3 separate regions of the Mus musculus genome follow, and regions 1 and 2 are each linked to region 3. Evidence: chromatin contacts called from public Hi-C and HiChIP or PLAC-seq data. All regions are on one chromosome and are shown on one strand. The core of a region is the stretch at or near the end of the contact, and the rest is flanking DNA. Distances in the headings are between cores, read along the strand shown.

Region 1 (4,278 bases), core at 611-3,110, 110 kb after region 3:
CTCCTAATTAAAAAGCTAATTAGAATTCCACATTTAACCGCTAAATAGAGAGGGCAGTCTAGTCCCAGGCCAGGATTCCTTGAACATCAAACAGCTCCTCTGTCCTCTGTTGGTTCAGTGAGTGTGGGAAGAGAGCTGAGCCCTCAGGACTGGTGGCCATTTGACTTGCTGAAGGGCGCTATGTTTATTCTCATTTGTCTGAGAGGAAAGGTCTGAAGAACAGACTGAAAATTTGGGGGAAAAAAACTTAAACAAAACAAAACACCAAAACATGGCTTAGAGTTTAACTACTTTAAGGAAAAGAAACAAATCTCTTTATGAATTCTGTTATTGTTGTGGCGACGGGAGGGGACATGAGGAGTTCCCTTCAGGAACAGTTCCATCCAGGCAGCCTCTTTAAGTGCAGGGCGCCTTCTTTAGTTACCATGGCAACCAAAATTAGAAGGGCTTTTGCAACACTAACAAAAACCATCTCCTGAAGTGCTTCTGTGAATCACACTGAATGCTGATGATGCAAACTGTGTATGCAGATCTTCAAACATTTTTTTAAAAAATCCCTATTACGATAAACAAATACCTGTTTTACATTCCCGTTTGAAATCGTAACTTGGAACAAATTTTTGTTCCTCTGGGTTTGCTTGTTTCCCTTCTGGATACCCCAGGCCCCAGAGTGCAAATGTGATTTGTTTAGTTTCCAAACTTGTCTGAATTTCACAGCGAGCAGCAGTTAGAATGTGATTCATTTGTCCTTATTTTGAAATGGAGTGTGTGTGTGTGTGTGTGTGTGTGTGTGTGTGTGTGTGTGTGTGTGTGTGTGTGTGTGTGTTGGCAGGGGGTGGGAGGAGTGTTTAACATAGAGCACTCTTGTCTACTACACTCCGGAAGGGGGAACTGAAAAAGGAAGGGAGAGAAAGGGTGAGGTAGAGTGAAGAGAAGAGGAAGAGAGGGAAAGGGGACAGTCAATCTCTTGGCCTCTCCTTCGGAATCCATGGGTTCTGCTTGCAGAGTTTTAAAGACCCTGTGGAAGTCTCTTCCTGGTTGTATCTCCAGGTCCTCTATTTCCATTATAATAATCCTAGAGAGGTGCCTGGGAAGAGAAATGAGGCTCCTCCTTACTTTGTTGGATCTTCCCAAAGAAGCACCTTTCTCTAGGGGAGGATTCTGGTGTATGGTGTCCTTGAGGGTTCATGCCACCACCACCCCTCCCCCGGGCCACAGCTGTGAGAAGTTAAGTCCGCTCCTAATCCAGGTCACACAGGTGCTCAGCCCTAGTTACAAACTAACGGATTTGGGCTGGCGCCTGGCTCTTGTGGTTCAGAGAACCGGTGTGGGCATGCGAGACGCTAGGCTGCCCTCTGGCTCACGTGTGACACAGATAGGCACGGGTGACACTGCCCGGTGCACACAGAGGGGTGCACACACGCGCCCAGACCAGGGCATCTCATACAGGGGCGGGAGCCTGCGCCTTGGTGTCAATGTCCCCTTCTGCAGAGTGCTGATGGACTCGGTGGACGTCCCCAGGAGCACTTAACCTTCTCCTAACCCCACTTCAACCGCCACCGGGGCCAGAATTCGTGTCTCCCTTTCTCCCTTGAGATCCCGGATCTGCTTCTTTCTAGCTCAGAGGTGGCGAGGCTAGCGTGACCCAGGCGCTGGCGACGAGCCCCGCTTACCTCGGTCCGGAGGCCGCCTGGGGAGCTCGATGCGCGGCCAGGCGAGGAGCAGAGTGGCAGACGCTGGCACAAGCTCCTGTGTCCCGGGGCGCAGACGTCTGGGTCGCTCCTACGGCAGCAGATCTGACCCACAGGGCCGTGGCAAACCCCGTTGCCTGTCTGCGCCTGGCTCCGCCACCAGAGCCGAGGGCTTCGCAGCGTCCTGAACAGGACCAATCCTGAGCGGGGGGTTGGCTCTGGGGAGCAGGGAAAGGAGACTGGATGGTCACTGCGACGGGAAGCCGGCCTGGACCTGGCAGGCTGGTTTCTATGGCAGCCAGGAGGGAGGAGCGGAAGAGAGGGGAGTGTGTAGTTGTGTGGCAAGGGGACACCCACTGCAGACTTTCCGGGAGGGGGTTTGGGCCTAGAGTGACGATGGGAAGCAGAGACACAGCAGAAAGCGACTCAACTTAACACCTTGCCGGAACAGCCCCTGCGCGCTCTCATTCCTTCCTTCCGCGACACTATCCTGTAATCCTTCCAACAGAGCAGAGACTTCCAGCAAAGCACCGCGACAGCTCCTCCGGGTGAGTAGCAGGGCTTTTAAGCTCTGCAGAAAGAAGTGCTTCTGTCGCCCTCTGCCCCATCCCTTGTATACACATCAGGCCTAGTTCTCAGGGTGCCACCTAGTCGCGGCCCTCTTATTGCTTGTCTACTCCCTGCTGTGATATCCTGGCTGGTGGTGGGTGCCAAATGATGTTTTTCTAGTTTACGATCTAGGAAGCTAGGCCGTTGAATTGAATGTAGAGCAGGGAATTTGATACAGATGCCACAGAACATAGAAGATAATTCCTGGAGTTAACATGCTTTATTTAATAGAGGGGGAAAGCCAGTTCCTGTCACAGAGGGCTTAATGGCTGAGCCAGACCTAAGAGTCTAAGTTCAGCTCTGTGAGCAGTCTGCCCACTTTCTCTTACCGCCCACCGCGTGTATCCCTGGATGCCAGGGCAAAACTACAAGAATCAAGATAATCGACATCTAAAATTTTTATGAGGCAGAAGTTGTGGGTCTAGAAGAGTCTGTTTTATTTATTTTTCTCTATTTGCCAGACAGTGTATTAAATAATTTTACAAAGACTCTTCACAGCAATGTGAGAAGTTCTGATATTACCGTCCCTTGCTTTAGCAGATAAATAAACTGAAGCAAAGACAGACATAGGCTTCAGTTAAGGTCCCCAACCTGTGGAACGCTGGGGCTGGGACTGGAACCCAAGCACTGGGACTCCAGACATACTCAGACCTTTCTTTGCTGCTGCCTCCTGCGTGTTCCTTAAAGGGGTCAGGAACAGTAAAGAGCAAGACCAAAAACCTTGGACAGCTCCATGCACAGAATCACGTGCAAGGGAAGCCCAGGGACGGAAAGGACTGCTTCCCCAACCCAGTCAGTTGATAAGGAAGGATTCTCCATCTTTTTTTTTTTTTTTTTTTTTTTATACTGTAGCTTTCTTTTTTTTTTTTAATTTTTTTTTTTAATTTATTTATTACATGTTAGTACACTGTAGCTATCTTCAGACACACCAGAAGAGGGCATCAGATCTCATTACAGATGGTTGTGAGCCACCATGTGGTTGCTGGGATTTGAACTCTGGACCTTCGGAAGAGCAGTCGGGTGCTCTTACCCACTGAGCCATCTCACCAGCCCCAGGATTCTCCATCTTAAAATACATAAACAAACAAACAATCTTGAAGTAGTGCATACCACCAGTCTATTTTCTTTCTATAACAATAAAATGAAAGCAAAAACATCACATTAAAAAAAAAGATTAGAAAGGCCCTTTGAGTCTTGAAAAATGACAGTACATAGGATAAAATTCTATAGGAAAATTATATAGAAATCTAGACCCTCAAATCCCAGGCCAGACATACAGCTACAGACACACAACTCACATTCGATGCCCCAACAGAGCAAGGGAAACATAGGTCAGCAATTGCTTCGAAAGTGTGCTTCCCGGGTCCCATCCCGCCAGCCTCCTGCATTTTCACTTTTAAGTGACTTTCAACCTTCCTAATGCTGCAACCCTTTAATGCAGTTCCTCAGGCTGTGGTCACCCCCCCTCCCCCACACATAAAACTATTTCATTGGTACTTCCTAACTGTAATTTTGCTACTTCTATGAATCATGATGTGAAAATATCTGTGTGTTCCAATGGTCTCAGGCCACCTGAGTGGGAACCACTGGGATAGATTCTCCTCCTTCCAAATCAGGCCCTTGGCACTCTAGGACTCCTAAGTCATTGAAGAGTGTAATACATTTGATTTCCTCCACTTGAAACAATTTTTTTTTTTAATTCCCACAAAAGTCCATTCAATAGTAGGTTACAGTACAACATTCTATGCAGAGCTCTGACTTAAAAAAGTCTTGATGTGTAACATTACACATTACAGGCTGGACTTGAACTCAAGGTTATCCTCCAGCCTCAGTCTCCCCCATATTTGGGATTATAGGCATGTGTTAGCACACCCACCCCAGTCTTTTTTTTTTTTTTTTAAATCTTTTCCCCTGTTTTTTTTTCTTTTTTTAAGATTTATTTATTTATTTATTTATTTATTTATTTATTTATTTATTG
Region 2 (3,864 bases), core at 519-3,018, 78 kb after region 3:
AAGTTCACAGAGAAAATGAGTATATTTAAAACCACTCCAGGGCTGAGGTGTAGCTTAGAGTGCTCATTTGCAATGTACTTGGCCCTGGGTTTGGTTCTCAGCACCACAGGCACACATACAAACCACTGTACACGAGTTTATGTACATGAAATGCTAACTATTAGGCCTGGTGGCACAGGCCTGTAATTCCATGTACTTAGGAGACTGGGGCCAGAGAATAAAGAGTTCATGATATGTTTGAGCTACAGAATGAGTTCAATACTGGTCTTGGCAACTGAAGGAAAGAAACCCTGACTCAAAAGAAGAAAATGGTGAGATTAGCATCCCAACAAGTCTGGGGATGAGAAGTCTCTGGAGCATCACCTGTAACAGCAGAGCTGGAAGTCACAGTCCACAGGGAGTGCAGGTGAACTGGTCTTGGTTTATATGAGGAATGAAATTCTGTTGAAAAGGAGACTTCGATTTATCTTCGATTGCACAAAGGCAAGATAGATGTACCTGAAAAATCTTGTCAATAACTAGTACTGATTGATTGATCATTTACTCATTCCTCCGGACACCCAGTGAGGCAAACACTGTTACTGGATGCATTTGCCAATGCAAACTGGGAGAGGTATTTTAACTTACAGAGAAGACTAAGGTAGCTGAGACGCAGAAGTGTGAACCCAGATACCCAGGAAGCTTTCAAACGGGGCGGAAGATTTGATGCTCCAGTGACCTCTGAGTGTATGTACCAATGTGCCAGTGTGTTGGGGGTGATGCTTTTTATTTGGCTGTGCATATGCTGGGCAAGTCCCATACCACCGTGCTATATTAGGTCTGTTACGTTTTCTTCAGGGGTAAAACAGATTAAAAGGTCATGGGACTAAACTGAAAGCAAAAGTTATCTCTGATAGAAGAAAGGACTTTGGGGCGTGGTAACAGGGTAGGTCAAGGAGACATCAGGAAGGGTCTCTCTGGAGGGGGACCCTGAGCTTCAGATGGTGGTTTCAGCATGCTGACTGGCCAGTGTTTTTCTCCCGTAAGCCAATTCCTAGCTTTAACTAAGCTGGGCTAACTCTGGGAAAGGGTCCAATTAGGGTAGGCTAGTCCCAGGGCAACCAGTAGCTGCCAAGTGTGAAGATTCAAGCGTCACTGGGAACATCTACAAAGAAGACTAAAGGAGAAGAGTCCCTGAGAGCAAGCCCTTCATTTCCCAAGAAAGGGAGTAGTCTGTCTGGTTGGTTCGAGGGGACCTTGGAACCTATCATTTAGAGAGCTAATGGTCTAGGTCGTCTGTATAATTCCAGGCCATTGTTTATGACACACCAGTACAAACCGAATGTGGCCTTAAGTCGCCTTCTAAACCCACCCCCAATTAGTCCCATCCTACCTTTGGTTAGGGAGTGAATCCCCAGCTTGACCTGGGAAAAGTTTCCGCTTCCGATCTCCCCTCGAATCCGATAGAAGCCAATGCGTTTCCCCAGCGTGATCTCCCTCACCACCTTCTCATCCTGGCACATGTCCTGAGTCAGTTTCTCGAAGGGTGTCAGCTGGCGCTGCTGGTCCTCCTCGCTGTCCTTGCCGCCCTCGGTCTGACAGCTGCTTTCCACGCTGTCCCTCCGCTCCCACCTGTCACAATGTGTGTTCACCAGGCCGCCTCCATTCACAAACACTGCTGTCATCGTCTATGCGGGCTCATGGCTCCATCTCAGCCCAGAGCCACTGTCAGGGCAGCTTGCAGGGTGGTGAGTGAGGAAAGCTTGAGTTGAGGCCTCCGGGAGCACAGCGTCCATGAGGGAGGGAGAGCAGAGCGAGGAATCCTCGTGGAGACCCAGGGACCAGAGAGAGAGAGAGAGCCCACACAGCCCAGCAGGGCTTCACTCCAGGCGCTTCTCGCCTTCCCTCACCTCCAAGCTGTAGCTGTACAACCAGATGCACATTCAGTTACCATAACTCCTCCCGAGGTGGAACCTGATGCTCTGTGGTAGATGGCTGCCACTGGGGGGGACAAAGGCTCCACTCTGTCAATTCCCTGTGGAACCAGGCAGTCTTGTGCTCCCAAGTGTAAAAGCCCCTTGGAGGCCCCTGAGTCCCTGCAGCGGGGGATCATCGCTGACCTTCATTTTTCTGGTTTTGTTTTTGTTTTTTCTCTTGCTGTTAAGTTGCAAGGTCCCGGGGACTTGAGAATCTGAATGCCAGAAGAGCCTTTGGTTAACACAGGCAGCCACAGAAGGATTAAGTCTCTCCACAATGTCACTTTAGCCGGCCTTTATTTAGATGAGCCGTCTTCTAAGCCCTGAGCTGTCCTGAAAATTTGGCAGATGACAGCTCATCCTAAGGACAGAGTAGAATAGTTGTTAGTCCGTTCTAATGTAATGAACAGGAGAATGTGACACTGCTTTATGAACATTTTCATAAAAGCACTCTACAAATGTCATATCAATAGTCAGAGAAGTCAACATGTATCTATGATGGCCGTTTGAATGTTTTCTGTAACATCACTTCTCCATGAGGAAAGAAAGCACATTTGCCCTCACTTCCCCTTCCAGAGCACGGAATGTGGGCTCTGTGTATTGAGCGTTCACTAAATGTATATTGAACTTGATTTTTGAACTTGAGCATTTTTTTCAAACTAAAAATGTGGCAAACCAACCAACCCAAAAATCCAACCTAGCAGATTGCCTTGGAAATACAGATTTCCAGTCTGTTTGAAAACATCATATTCTTGTTATGAATGGAACTGCCTCACGGTTGTTATAGGTTAAGTATGCTGTTGCTATGAAAAAGGTTAAGAAGCTCAGGCCCAGCATTCCTCCTCTTTCTGTATATGAGGACATGAAGGTGTAAGAGCGTAGGGTTAAAAGGGGCCACATAGGGCTGGAGAGATAGCTCAGCAGTTAAGAGCACTGACTACTCTTCCAGAGGTCCTGAGTTCAATTCCCAGCTACCACATGGTGGCTCACAACCATTTGTAATGGAATCCGATGCCCTCTTCTGGTGTGTCTGAAGACAGCAATGGTGTAACCATATACATAAAATAAATAAATCTTTAAAAAGGGTGGGGTGGGGGGGGCACATAGCAGTAACTAACCCAGCTCTAAGGTAGAGTGATTCAGTTGTTTAAAAAAACAAAGTTAAGGCAAAAGTTCCTTTATTGGTGTAGAGAAATTTAAGACATTAATTAGTAATTGTCCTGGGCTCACAGGCTCCTTTGAACAAAATCTATGAGCAGGAAAAAGCACAGCCACACAATTTGCATCCAATCGTAGAGAGTCCACAGACACTCCGAAACCTATCTCTGTATGTCTGGCTAAGCGAAGATCAAGTGACACTAGGGGCCATCAGATTTGCAAAACGGAGCTCAGGAGAGACAGGAGTAATGCTAACCATAATTCTGAAAGACACTTTAGCTTAGCCTGTGCAAAAGACATCTAGCTGGGGTGTGGTGAGTCACTTACAGTGCAGTGCTGTGAAGAGCCTCGGCTGTGCCCTTCTGAGCTGCCTCCTCACCACGATGCCCTTGACCAGGGCCTATTTTACCAGAGCTAAATAAATAAATGGGGGTGTGCTTTGTTCCGTCTGTACCCCAGGGTTCTTTACAGTGCCTGGCACTCATAAGTTTGCTGAAGAAGAAATCAACTAAACACCAAGTTATCCAATGTTAGACTTTGGTGTGATTAAGCAGAGGTAAATAACTTTTTCATATATGCACTAATGACACTAGCCCAACATTAAAAATTGGGCTATGCTCTACCACCTGTTAGGACTCCTGACCCCACCCTCTGGTGTAGATCTTAACTGCAATTCCATCACTCAATCGGGAAGTGTTGCAGGACTCCTGACAAAGGGGTCTTCTTTGTTCGTTCCAAGAGCTCCACTCTT
Region 3 (4,361 bases), core at 1,677-4,176:
ATAATGAATTGAGGATTTTTCTGCATCTTTTCAGAGACACCCGCTCATTATAGAAGTCAAGAAATCCTTACCTAAGACAAAGGATTCTTAAAATGACAGAGCTAAAGTTCATAAGCTATTCATTGACAGACAACCTTCAGATTGGGGGGGGCATCAACTCCTGGACATTTGTATGTTATGTAACCCTGTTCCCTGGGAGCAGGTCTGCTCCATGGGTTTTATAAGATTCCCAAAGCAGTCAGAGGTCTATATTGAGTTTTAAAACTACACTTTGGATCAAATGCTGAAGAACAAACAATTATTTGTCCAAGATTAAATAATCTCCTGTGTCTAGAGTGGAACACAGAGGGTGGAGAGGTGGAGAACTCTCTCAATATCTCCTCAGTTCACACACTATCCTGGATGCAACAACGTGGATAGTTTAGTCATTGAGAACCAGTGTAATCTTGACTGGAAGTCCAGGGCACATACTATAAGGTGGCTTCTTCTAAGGGGTACTTCAAGTTCTTAACATTTTGAACAATCACTGTACCATCATTTGAAAATAATAGGTCTCCTGCAGGCTTATTATGAAATGACTAATCTGCAACTAGTGCCACTATTCTGGGAGGTTTGATAAACCCTAGAAGGTGGGGCCCACTGGAGATAGGGCCTGGTGGGAGGAAGTGCGTTACTAGGTCCCGCTTCCTGTCCATCACAATGTGAAGAATCCCTCCCTTCCACCATATAATCCCACTATCTTGATGTCGTCACCAAATGCTTAGAGCCAATCAATCATGGACTGAACCCCCTGAGACCATGACCCTCCCCTAAATCTGTCTTTTAAATAGTCCTCTAAGACTAATATAGTACACCCAATGGAAATTCTACCACTATTTTACTTAATGCTAATAAATATCATTGGTAATAGTTGGCAAATCAAAAAGTCATAGGTGGTTGACAGCAACATGAGTCGTTGGGAGGTTTGCGTTGTCTGTACTACTGAACTAAGTTGACCAAGTCTATTCTGGCTACTCCCGGAAACTAAACTTCCCACTGTCACCTCAAGTCCTCCCACATCAGTGACATGCGTATCTGTCATTGCAACCCAAAGGAGGCCTAAGAACATTGACAAGGAAGTCTCAGGCAGAGTTAGACAAGTAGAAAAAGTACCCACGGGTATTTAACAGACAGCTTGTTGGGAATACCAGAGAATACCATAGGCTTTCGATTTGGGGGAGGGGCTGGTTAGTGAATGTCAGAGATCTAGAAGGCATAGAACAAAAATGGTGTAAGCCCTTCGTGTTACTTTCGTACTTCTCTGAGCAAAACACCTAACAGAAACAGCGTGATGGAGGAAAGGCTTATTCCGCTGATCGTTTCTAAGTGTCCGAGTCAGTCCATGGTAGTAGTCAAGACATGGTGGGAGGCTGCATGTGGCAGAGGCTCTTCATACCATCATAGACCAGGAAGCAGAGAGTGTGGCCAGAACCAGTTTCTGGACTATGATTTTCCAAGTCAGGTGGAAGTTGAACACGTATACTGCACCTCCCAATGTCCCAGAGCATCACCAGACAGGACCACAGTCGGCATTCAGTCATTTAAAAACCCTCAGCTTGTGAGGAACATTTCAGAGTCAAACCTTATCCTCACTTTGATAAGGAAACAGGATTAAAGGATTAGCCTTTAGTTTTTTTTAAAAGTACCAGCTTTTAATTAAAGAGAAACTATGGAGCCAATTACTGTTTTGAAACATGTTTAATTTATTAAAGTGCAAATCTGTAAATTGATCTGTGCTGGTAAGAAAGTTGAAAAGTATGAGGCAGCTGTGATTTGGTTTCAAGTTAGTATCTTTTAGTGATAAATTACAGACCCTGTCAGCTATGTTTTCTAATACCAAATATAAGAAGTATTATTTTAAGATCATTTCACTCCAGAACATATCTGCACCTCCAAAGGTTGTATTTTTCTATGACAGTATATAAAAGCTCTATGATTTGAGACCAGTGTTTAAGATACAAAAACATTGCTTGTATTACAAATGTAACTCATAAGCATCATATAAACTACAATTAATATTAATTAATAGAAATCAAACATCCATGAGCTTACTAGACTCCCCTTCCATTTTCCGCCTGGGAATAAATCCTTTGTTTCTGACCCTCTGAATGATCCTTGTGCTTTCTGATCTCTGAGACAGCAGTTTGCTTGTTTATACCCCTCTACAGTGACTTCATTAAGAAGCTTCCAGAAATACAATAGGAAGCTGTCATCCTTGGCTGGGGTTGAAGGTTTTCCTGCACCTCACAGAGATTCTCTCTTGGATAGAAAAATCTGGTTGTTATTGTTGTTGTTGTTGATGTTTTCCTCAATGAAGTCATTCAGGAGGTTAGAACTTCTCAGAAATAAATTTGAATTGCTGCTCTGGGGGAAGTGGGGGTGGGGGTGGGGGTTGTTGAATAAATTTTAGAGAATGAACTCACACAGCAGGAGAGCAGGGTCAAGGTCTCTCTACACAGCCCTGGCTGTCCTGGACCACACTAGCCTTGAACTCACAGAGATCCTCCTGCCTTTGCTTCCTAAATGCTGGGATTAAAGGCATGTGCCACCATGCCCTGCCCATGGGACTATTTTTTGAGTACTCTACCTTGGGTAAGAACCAGAAGGTCTCCCCGGCTTCTGATCTAGAAATTCAGTGAGGTTCGCTGGTGCCTGTTAGGGATTATGAAACTGGAGGTGTCTGCGGGAGTGTGGGGGAAGCTACCTCTTTGCTCAGTGTTGCCCCATCTTTTAATCACAAACAAGAGGGCAACAGAACGCAGCTGTTGAACGGTTCAGCCCGTTCTACACCTGAGGATTCTAAGCACCATCATAAGAGTGGCAATCACGAAAACAGAAGCCTCACCAGGCCGTCCAGAAGACAGGCTTCCACATGGTTGCCTGTTCCTTTAACTCCCACGCAGTTACTGCCGCCGGTGGCTTCTTTGTGTGTGGGTTTCTCTTCTTTGGGCATGTGGGAAGGAGCTGCATTTTTTTTTCCAGCTCAGCAGATTTTCTCCCACAAGAACAAAGCAACTGGCTGCTGAGAATCAGCACTGGTTCCGCAGCCGTCTCCACGTACAGTGCTTGGAGAATATGCTGTCTTCTACCACCGACTGGATGCTAAAGCCCACCCACATTCTTCCACATTCTCCTCCCCTGCTGAGTCCACACATTATCTCATAATGATTTCTCTTAGGAGAAATGGTAGCCTATCCCCTGCCTCTTCCTTCATCTCCTTGTGAATATTGAGCTCAAGGCTTTCAATTTATCAGGACACAGCTACATTATACATGTAGGTACAGCAAGACTTGCCACACTTCATCAGATCTGCCTGGCACCTAATGGCGAGTTAAAAAAATCACCTCAATTTTTTTTTTTTATAGTGAGAGTCTTCTAGTTATCCCAAATTGTGAATGCTACCACATAGAAAAATTGGAACAAATTCTGAATTGTAATTTAGAACTACATTATATTAAGTTTTATTGGACACCAAAATATTTTAGTAGATTTTTCTATTGGCCAAATCTGACTTCATATCTGTAATGTTAGTTCCCACTATGCATAAGGGCTTTTCAAAAATTATATCTAGATTATTGCTCCATCAATATGTAATGCCACTTCAGTGGGAGAAATAAATCAATTACTAGAACAAAAGGCATGGGGAATTAAGGACCAGCGGAGGCATAACTCGAGTGCAGACTCACAGGGAAGAAAGAGGGTCTGCAGCAGCTGAGTGGTCCAGACAAGGATGTCCGGGATGCACTGTGAGGGTGAACTGGTTTTGTTGGATGAAGTTTAAACATGGAAGTGAACGACTTTACCTGGGTCTGTTACTGGTTTTCTTTTCTCCCTTTGTTTCTCTTTTTCCCCCTTCTCTTCTCTTTCCCGTTCTCTTCCTCTTCATCCAACTTACCCTTCCCTGGTCCTCAGTTTAATACTTTCCGAAGACATCTGAAGACAATGGAAACAATGTCTATAAAATAAGAATTTATCCTCTTGGTGTTCAATTTGAAGTCACTACAAATGCAATGTCCACAAGGTGGGGGCTACTCACAAGTCACTAGTTCTTTTATGTATTTGTAATTCTTTTGTTTTTCTTGTCACAGGCAGGATTTCTCTATGTAGCCCTGGCTGTCCTGGAAGTCACTGTAGACCAGTGTGGCCTGTATCTAGAGATCCCCCTGCCTCTGCCTTCCCAGTGCTGGGATTAAAGTTGCGTGTCACCACACCTGGCTTATATTTGTAATTTCTGTAAAGATTCGTTTTTTCCCGCTTTCTTGGCAGCCTTCATGTTAAACGTAGAAGAATCTGCATCAGCCCGCACAATCGTACTTTGAAGC

The links. Hi-C and Micro-C count contacts between places; a contact is called where the count stands out from the background. HiChIP or PLAC-seq counts read pairs in DNA pulled down with a chosen protein or histone mark.
Region 1: an H3K4me3 HiChIP or PLAC-seq map of embryonic forebrain shows a contact between it and region 3, with 5 times the contacts expected there. The contact joins the promoter of Nim1k here to the enhancer-like site in region 3. A contact is called at or near these places in 5 of 39 promoter capture datasets (the C10 cell line, the SN4741 cell line, hippocampal neurons and 2 more), 3 of 484 Hi-C or Micro-C datasets (LSK cells, bone marrow-derived macrophages and embryonic stem cells), 17 of 115 datasets of contacts at active chromatin or transcription factors (astrocytes, bone marrow-derived macrophages, cardiomyocytes and 10 more) and 3 of 9 other capture datasets (adipose tissue, liver and pancreatic islet).
Region 2: a Hi-C map of cerebral cortex shows a contact between it and region 3, with 5 times the contacts expected there. The contact joins two enhancer-like sites. A contact is called at or near these places in 4 of 39 promoter capture datasets (the 3T3-L1 cell line, hippocampal neurons and liver), 5 of 15 datasets of contacts at CTCF or cohesin (CD8 T cells, the NIH/3T3 cell line, pro-B cells and 1 more), 150 of 484 Hi-C or Micro-C datasets (8-cell embryo, the AML12 cell line, B cells and 88 more), 14 of 115 datasets of contacts at active chromatin or transcription factors (CD8 T cells, the HPC-7 cell line, the NIH/3T3 cell line and 11 more) and 4 of 9 other capture datasets (adipose tissue, embryonic tail, liver and 1 more).

Annotation. Positions count from the first base shown.
Region 1 is chr13:119,754,022-119,758,299 of GRCm38.p6, forward strand. Nim1k (NIM1 serine/threonine protein kinase) reads right to left here and starts at 1,861. Exons shown (of 4, transcript NM_175538.3): 1 at 1,674-1,861. Gm41077 (predicted gene, 41077) reads left to right here and starts at 1,372. Exons shown (of 2, transcript NR_168716.1): 1 at 1,372-2,239.
Region 2 is chr13:119,726,208-119,730,071 of GRCm38.p6, forward strand. Nim1k (NIM1 serine/threonine protein kinase) reads right to left here. Exons shown (of 4, transcript NM_175538.3): 2 at 1,373-2,316. The coding sequence starts at 1,664. Among named protein-coding and RNA genes, the nearest start is that of Gm52026, 14 kb to the right of the region's middle. Within about 2 kb of position 1,769, at least 14 of the 459 cell types and tissues checked have an H3K27ac peak or open chromatin away from gene starts, as enhancers often do. A contact at or near this core is called in cerebral cortex, where this site is marked.
Region 3 is chr13:119,646,560-119,650,920 of GRCm38.p6, forward strand. It overlaps Ccl28 (chemokine (C-C motif) ligand 28), which reads left to right. Exons shown (of 3, transcript NM_020279.3): 3 at 4,306-4,361. Among named protein-coding and RNA genes, the nearest start is that of Ccl28, 25 kb to the left of the region's middle. Within about 2 kb of position 2,927, at least 44 of the 459 cell types and tissues checked have an H3K27ac peak or open chromatin away from gene starts, as enhancers often do. A contact at or near this core is called in cerebral cortex, embryonic forebrain, forebrain and 3 more, where this site is marked.